2 separate regions of the Triticum aestivum genome follow, and region 1 is linked to region 2. Evidence: chromatin contacts called from public Hi-C data. All regions are on one chromosome and are shown on one strand. Each heading gives the region's core, a stretch centred on a gene start, on an enhancer-like site or on the middle of the called end of the contact. The rest is flanking DNA. Distances are from core to core; before and after follow the strand shown.

Region 1 (4,160 bases), core at 148-2,647, 300 kb after region 2:
GCGGCCAGACGTGTATCCTAGTGGGGAGAACCACAACGTTGCAATAATAATAAGAATTAATTCTCATAATGTAAATCTTCTATCGTGATACCACCTTCGCTCAGGTTTATTAGACCCCCTCTTATTTTGGGCTAAAATTTGACTATAAATTTAACTAATAAAGTTCAAACTATATTTCATAAAAATTATACTATGAGAAAGCCTTTTTAAATACAAATCCAATAATATACTTTTTGTATAATATAATTTATATTTTGTTAGTTTTGTAGATGATCAAACTTTGACCCAAAATACGAGGATACTCAGTAAACTGGAACGGAGGTAGTAGTACCTATTAGCCAACCAGGCGCGTTATAAAATCTCTCAGGGCCGCAGTTTATTTTTTAAAAGAACTTTTAACCTATACATATTCAATCATGCTAGTATAATGAACATCATAAATAAATAAAATTATATCCAAATTTGTAGACCGCAACATGCGCCTTGTACGTTGTGCATGCAGTGGAGCTCACATCCAACGACCCAGCGCACGTCTGGTGTTCAATTTGCCGTGATTAACTGACGTGGTTAATGGCACGGCCGTTGTCTTCCTAATATACAACAGTTATCACGATATTAACTACGTGGGCGACTAATATTGCAGGAGTAATTAATTAATTCTTTAATTACTTGATTGGACCAACCCCACAACCATTGTAGTGGTATTGTACATTCCAACCATGAGAACATAACACAAACCAACCTGTGGTTGCATAGTTCTGTTGCTCGTATTTATTTTAGTGATGTGTATTCATTGGGACGAGACGTTCTTGTTGACTACCAGCTGCCTTTAGTGATTCCGTCAATTTCAAGATGATATATCGGCTCGGTCTCTCGGAGGTGCTCTTGAGTGTATAGAGATGAGTGTATGCGCGTATATATAAGTGTTTGCGTCTATACTGTGTTAAAAAACATGAGAGCATAATGAAAATGACTTTTCCTTTTTATATAAACTAAACAAGGTATGAGTGAGCTTTCTTTCTTTTTGGCCACGAAAACAGTCCATGAGTTGACAAAAGCGTGCATTTTACAATAACATAAAAAAAACCGAGATCAATCAATCTACATATGGACGGGCGAAAGTGACAGATTTGGTTGCACAAATACGACGTGCTTACAGAACCCTGGATTTGAATTTCGTGACACGGGCACACAGAACAGCACCATGTGCCAGCGCTCTAAAATTTCAATTCCCAAGAAAAGCTCTAGATTTTGACGAGTTTTGGCGACAACGAAATCCAGCCAGCCAGCCATACCGATATGCCCTCGATCGGGGTCACGTGGAGACATGCCCAGCACGAACCAGTCGACCGGAGACAAAGGGGATTTGTACCCTTTCTTTTTCCGTCACAGACGGGATCCCGCCGCCTGGTTGCTTCGTAACCAATAACGCCGCTACTAAATTATAAAGCTGACGCTCAGATCTCATCTCCCCACCCAACCCAACCTAACCCCAGTGGATTCTCCAATCCCCCGCAGAAAAGGGCGCCAGTGCATCCGCTCCCGTTCCTAGCAGCAATCCGTTACCACCAAGGCGGAAGATTTAGTACTCCTCCTCGTCTACTTCTTGCTCAGCTCCACCCACACCGAATCTAGCATCGCGGCGGCTTCGTGTTGACTCGTCTGTCCTCCTCCCCGGCTCGGGAGCGCTCGTGGGCTTCTCGGATCGGCGGCGCGTCCGCTTTCCGTGCTCGGATCCAAGAAACCAGCTGGGAGTTAGGTTCTTGGATTTGGATCTCCCACCCGCAATGGCGGCGCTCGTGGAGCTCTTCACGAGATCCTACTCGTCCTCCACGCCGGTGGACTGGGAGGCGGAGGCCTACCCGGCGTACGGCGACTACGCCGTGCTTCCCATCCTTGTCGCCTTCTTTCCCGCCCTGCGCTTCCTCCTCGACCGGTTCGTCTTCGAGGTAAACTGCCTGGCTGCTCCCCTCTTCGGTTTTTAGTGGTTCATCGGATCCGGAATGCCCGTGGTAAGCTGCAGTTAGTTGCTGGATAAGCATTCCCCCTTGAGTTTCTTGCTTCAGTATTGCTAGTGATGAATCAGTTTTCTCATAAAACTGATGTGCCTGGATAACAGTTTCGGTAACTGTGCATGTTCTGATGTGAGCCTCTGTAACTATGGATCAAATTGTCAATCAGAAAAACAAATAGAAACTAGAAAATACAGCACCATAGCAATAATGTACTGCATTTTGATTGAGATTGTGCTGGATTCGGCTCGATAAAGCTGTGGTCATCGTGACTGCTTTTTCGAAAGTTGCCTTCTCTTTAACAAAATAATCGAATCATTGACACGCTCTTAGATGCCACTTGTTTTCCCTCTTGTTTAGGGCGGTACTTTTAAACATCTTCATACTGTGAAGTGTGTGATTCTTTGGGTTCTACTGATATTATTGGTTAAATGGCATGTGAGTAAAATTTGTTGTGCTATATTGCTAGTGAATCAGATGTGAGGCGGGACATGCTACTATCCAAGTTTATCTAGAAAATTATAGAACATGTACTGGAAGCTTAACATTTGCAAAATATTATCCGCTCTTACTTTTTTGAATTTTCAAACCGGGGGGGGGGGGGGGGGGGGCTGTTCCCACCTTAATTCATTTGCCCTACAACAAGGCTTTGCAGCCCATCGCAAGATAGGGTCCAAGTGAACAGGAGGCACAGGGGAGAAGAGATTGAGCAAAAAATAACACACACCGACAGCACACATAGTAAGGGAGAACAAAGAGGGAAAACACAACAATGAGCACCGTGTCAGATCCCGCTAGGAATCGACAGGGAATTGAAGTGGATAGAACCAAGAAATCAAGGAAAAAGTAAGAACTGAAGAACCAGAGCACTTTTGGTCGATACCCCTCTCTCAGGTTACAAGGCCTTATATAGGCTAGGGAATTACAGGGGCTTAATTTGAAAGTAAAGGAAAGGAAAAAGCAGCAAAAGGGGGAAACAGAGATAGGCATAGATCATGTCTTCCTCTCATCCTAGCCCTCCAATCTTCTCTCTTATCTTCTTCCACTAGTACCTGACACACCGCTGGTGTAATCACTGTTCCAAATATCGGTCCGTGAACTGCCGATATGGTCAGTTAACTGCTATTCGGACCCTTCCCGATATGAGAACATGCTATTCGAGCCATTAACTGGTAGGCCAAATCATTGGCCTGCTACGCGTTTTTTAGCCCGAAACTGGCCTGTTCCCTCCCTACTTTTCGGTGTGCAGGTCTATTGCCTTCCAGATTGGCTGCAACATCATCAGAACATCAAGGCAACACTTTTCCGTGTTGCTATGTAGCCTAGGATTGCATATTTAGACACTTGGTACATTGCATGTTGCTATTAGCCTAGGATATATAGATATGGCTCTAGCTAACCTACCGATATATGGGTTACCGGTAAATTCAGTTAAATGGCAGATTCGCCGATTAATCCCTACTCAGCACCTTGCCGATATGGTACTAGTTACCGATATCTTGAACACTGGATGTAATCTAACGACATTGGCCAGCCGAGAGCAAACCACGACACTGCACCGTCGGCGCATTCAAAAGGCTCCGCACATCCGAGTGCACAATGCAGCGACACCACCTGTGTCGTGGGGCACATTCAAAGCGTCACGTGAGGCCAAGACGGTGCCACGGCACCTGTGTGCCACCGGCGTAGTCAAAGGGCATCACCTAGCAGACCAAACCACGGCACTGCACCGTCGACGCAATCGAAGGCACCGCGCAACCGAGACTACACAACGCCGTGCGCCGCCTGTGTTGGGGGTTAAATTCAAAAGGTTACGCGAGGCCGAGATGCAGACGCAACTGCAAGGTCGACTCACCATGTCGACTAGTCGACGAGTCGCAACTGCAGGGTCGACTTGTTAAGAGTTGCTACCCCAGAATGACTCGTCGACTCGAAAACCTTGCCGAGACGACGCCATGGCACCTGTGTGCCACTGCAGGGCATCGCCTAGCAGAGATACACCAAGGAGCACTCGAGACCGGCCACACTACGGTCGACCCCAGACCGGCCACACCACCACCACCCGCACCGACCCACAACCACCAACCTCAAACATCCTCTCTTATTTAACTTAGCTGCAGTATTGCTCTTGAATCTATCTTAACTGAG
Region 2 (3,724 bases), core at 943-3,442:
GTTGGAGTGTGATTTTGCAGTTTAGCCCTTGGACACTCTGTTAATTTGGCTCATGTGTGACCCTGAGTGACATGGCTATGTTGATGGCGAAGTCAACTCGGTCAAAACCAGATGCGTCAGCGAAAACCGGCTTTACACACGCCCATGGTTGAATTATGAACGGTATTGAAAGTTTAGGGTGTATAGTAACTGGTTTTAAAGTTCGAGGTTGAATATTAAACCAAGTAGCAAGTTGAAGGTTGAAAAGTGGACTTCTCTCGTTTTGAAATCTTGTGGGTTTCAGCTATAGCGTGCCCCAACTTATTTGAGATTGAAGACTTGTTGTTGTTGTTGTTGTATACCTGATATATATGAAAAAGTACATATGTGTAGGAAAAAAGAAGAAAAAACCAAAAGAAAACATGAAAGAAACAAATAAAATCAAAGAAGAAAAGAACAACAAAAACAAATAAGAAAAGAAAAAACCTAAAAGACAAAGAAATAGCAAAAATATAGTGTACCAAATAAAATCAATGAAAACCTTAAAGAAAAACACAAAAAGGAAAAAAACAAGAAAGAAACAGAAGAAAACCCCAAAGAAAAACAAGAAACAGATGGGACACAATGAAAACCAAAAAACTCATAAAAACACAAAAAAGAAAAAATAATAACTAAAAACCAGACAACCCGAACCATTATATACAACAAAAAACCACCAACCTATAGCTACGAAACGCAACTATCGAAAGGAATGAGCGAAAGCAATAAGCTAGTTCATACCCCCTCCGTCCGAAAAAGTTTGTCCCCCAAATGAATGTATCTAGCACTTAAGAAACAAGTTTGAGACAAGCTTTATCGGACAGAGAGAGTATGTGCGGGCACTGCAAGCAAGAAGAGCTATCGTCTTGCTATAAGCGAGATATAGCTCCAGCGCCCTAGCCCTAAAAAAAGGTCCAGCTCTCTGTAAGTACCATGTGTCAGGCCAGCAACGGGCCTCTTTTTTTTGCTTTTTGAGAATCAGCAACGGGGCTTTGCGTCAAAATCACTAATTAAGGAGTACTTGTTGCAAAGAACACTCCACCTTCCCAGGTCACGACAAGTGTCGCACATGCAGCGCGCCACTTGTCGCAACCTGGGAGTTCTCCCTTTTTTCGTAGATCTGTTTATTCAAAATGTTTTATCTCTTAAACCGTGCATCCAAATCTCAAACCGTTTTCACCATTGGATTCCTCGCGTCGAGATCTTCAAAACAAGATCCCATGTTGATAGGTTTTGACGAACTTTTTTTTCATGAAAAAACGGACGAAAAAAAACCGGATGAAAAAACCAAACCGGGAGCACGGTTTTTTCCCTTTCTGAAAGAGGCACGCGCGTGCCTCTTGCGAAATCACAACCGTGCCTATCGTGAAAGCAAAATCGTGACTCTCATGGAAGAAAAAAAACAGAAAACACGTTTTTTCCCTTTCCGAAAGAGGCACGCCCGTGACTCTCGCGAAAGCACAACCGTACCTTTGGCGAAAGCAAAACCGTGACTCTCGCGAAAGAAAAAAACAGAAAACGCGTATTTTTTCCCTTTCCGAGAGGCACGGCCGTGACTCTCACGAAAGCACAACCGTGCCTCTCGCGGAAACAAAACCGTGACTCTCGCGAAAGAAAAAAACAGAAAACGCGTTTTGTTTTTCACTTTCGGAGAGGCACGGCCGTGATTCTCGCGAAAGCACAACCGTGCCTCTCGCGAAAGTAAAACCGTGACTCTCGCGAAAGGAAAAAAACAGAAAACGCTTTTTTTCCAAAAGGCACGGCTGTGACTCTCGCTAAAGCACAACCGTGCCTCTTGCGGAAGAAAAACCGTGACTTTTCGTGAAAGAAAAAAAAAAGAAAACGTGTTTTTTCACGTAATTTTTTTTTTCGAAAAATGTTTTTTGGTCGAAAAGCTAAGGAAGACCGGGAGAAAACCAAAACGTAAAAAAAAACCCGGAAAAAAACCGTTTAAAAAGCCGAAAACGCGTGCGAAAAATAATAAAAACAAAATCTGAAGAGAGCGTCCAGAGCGCGACACGTGGCGAATGGCTGAGAGCGCGTTAAGTGGCGCTGACGTTGCGAGGCTTTGAAGGAGCGCTCGTTAGTTAACTAGTTGCTCTTGCCTTGCGTGACGTCTGGAAGGCGTGTGACAAGGCCGGCCTACAACCTTGGTTAGCAATCCTTTGCCTATCTGAAATCAACTTCCGCCCAGCCCAGCCCTTCCTTCGGTCAATTTGAAATCAACCCACGAGAGAGAAAGCTGGCAAGGGCCCAAATATACAAGCGTGCTCTGGTCTCTTCCTTCGCTCTGCCGTCACCGTCGCCGCCGACCTATGGATCCCACGGCGCCGCAGCGCGGCACCAAGCGCCCCCTGCCCGCGACCGCCGCCGGGGACGATGACGATGACCGCTCCGCTCTCGGGTAAGTCAACCCAACCCCCTCCCTCCGGCCTGACCCCTATCCGTTTTCTCCCGTTCTCGCCGGTACCCCGCGTTAGGGTTTCGCGCTCCGGTTCGGCTGATGTTTTCCATCTTTTCTCCTGTCAAGGGACCGCAAGGTGCGGTTCCCCAAGGGGAAGAAGGCCAAGTACCGCGACCCTGCTGCCGCTGGCAGCAGCGGGGAGGGGGGCGCCGCCGCGGACGACATCGACGAGCTGATGAACCCCGAGCTCGCGGCGGTGAAGCGAGCGCGACGGCGCCACCGCAGGGAAGGGGACGACACGCAGGGCACCGCCAACGTCAAGGGTTTCGAAATGCGCTACAAGGTATGCAGTGCTATTTCCTGACCTTGAGTTTCTTCAGAGGGCTTGATTTCTTATGTGGATTGGATAGTTAGGATTCTTATGCAAGTGACTGTAGTCTTGTAGTTTCTAGTTTCTATGAAGTTTCGTCGGAATTTACAAGCTGCCATATGGCCATATGACGCAGCATAACTGCCCAGATGATGTCTAGGCAGAATTGGGGCTAGTTGATGCTATACTGTGTTGTCGTGCTACTTTTAAATGCATTTTTCTCGCATGGCTGCCACCAATTATACTATTAAAGTATGTCAATTATGGATATTATTTGGTAACATGCCAACTTGGTGAAATTGCCCAGTAACTCCGAATGATCTGTATTTTTTGTGAAGCTTCTGATGGAAAATTGCAGTCCTGAGGGCATTAAAGATAAAAATAGAGAAGGTGTTTGCGTTTATGTGTGGCCACTGGTCTAGCAAAACATCTAGTGATAATGTAAAAACAGGAGCAAACACCAAACAGAAAAAACTAGTGGCATAGACCAGGCCTCTACCAATTGGTTTAGTATCTATGGTTAGATTACATAAATTATTAGTTGGGCATTTATTTGGTTCATGTTGAAGCCGTGGGCCTATGTTAAAGGATTAGGGCATCTCCATTGCGTAGGCGCTTGTATAGATGTTTAAGGATTAAAAATTAAAAAAACACTTCCTAGCGTTTGCGTAAGAGCCTGACTTTCCAACGCTGAGATGTTATGGGGCGCTAAGCCCCTCACTTAAAATCAGCCCCATGTCAACTAGAGCGCCTGCTGCCAGACTTGGCGGCACTAGCTAGCAGGCGCCAGGAAAAATTCTCCCAATGAGTGAAACATCCGAGATTAGGATCCCAACGTCCGTCCTTAGCGTCGCGTTGTACGTGCCCTTAGTGTTTCTTACGATGCATATTGCTCACATCTTAGCACGTTCTATGCAGGGAAGGATGCAGTT

What was found. Hi-C and Micro-C count contacts between places; a contact is called where the count stands out from the background.
Region 1: a contact with region 2 is called in a Hi-C map of leaf, with 4 times the contacts expected there. The contact joins the promoter of LOC123121393 here to the promoter of LOC123121392 in region 2. A contact is called at or near these places in 2 of 5 Hi-C or Micro-C datasets (both in leaf).

Annotation. Positions count from the first base shown.
Region 1 is chr5D:310,134,081-310,138,240 of IWGSC CS RefSeq v2.1, forward strand. It overlaps LOC123121393 (ASC1-like protein 1), which reads left to right and starts at 1,398. Exons shown (of 6, transcript XM_044541352.1): 1 at 1,398-1,949. The coding sequence starts at 1,788.
Region 2 is chr5D:309,828,771-309,832,494 of IWGSC CS RefSeq v2.1, forward strand. LOC123121392 (CD2 antigen cytoplasmic tail-binding protein 2) reads left to right here and starts at 2,193. Exons shown (of 10, transcript XM_044541351.1): 1 at 2,193-2,422; 2 at 2,549-2,765. The coding sequence starts at 2,334.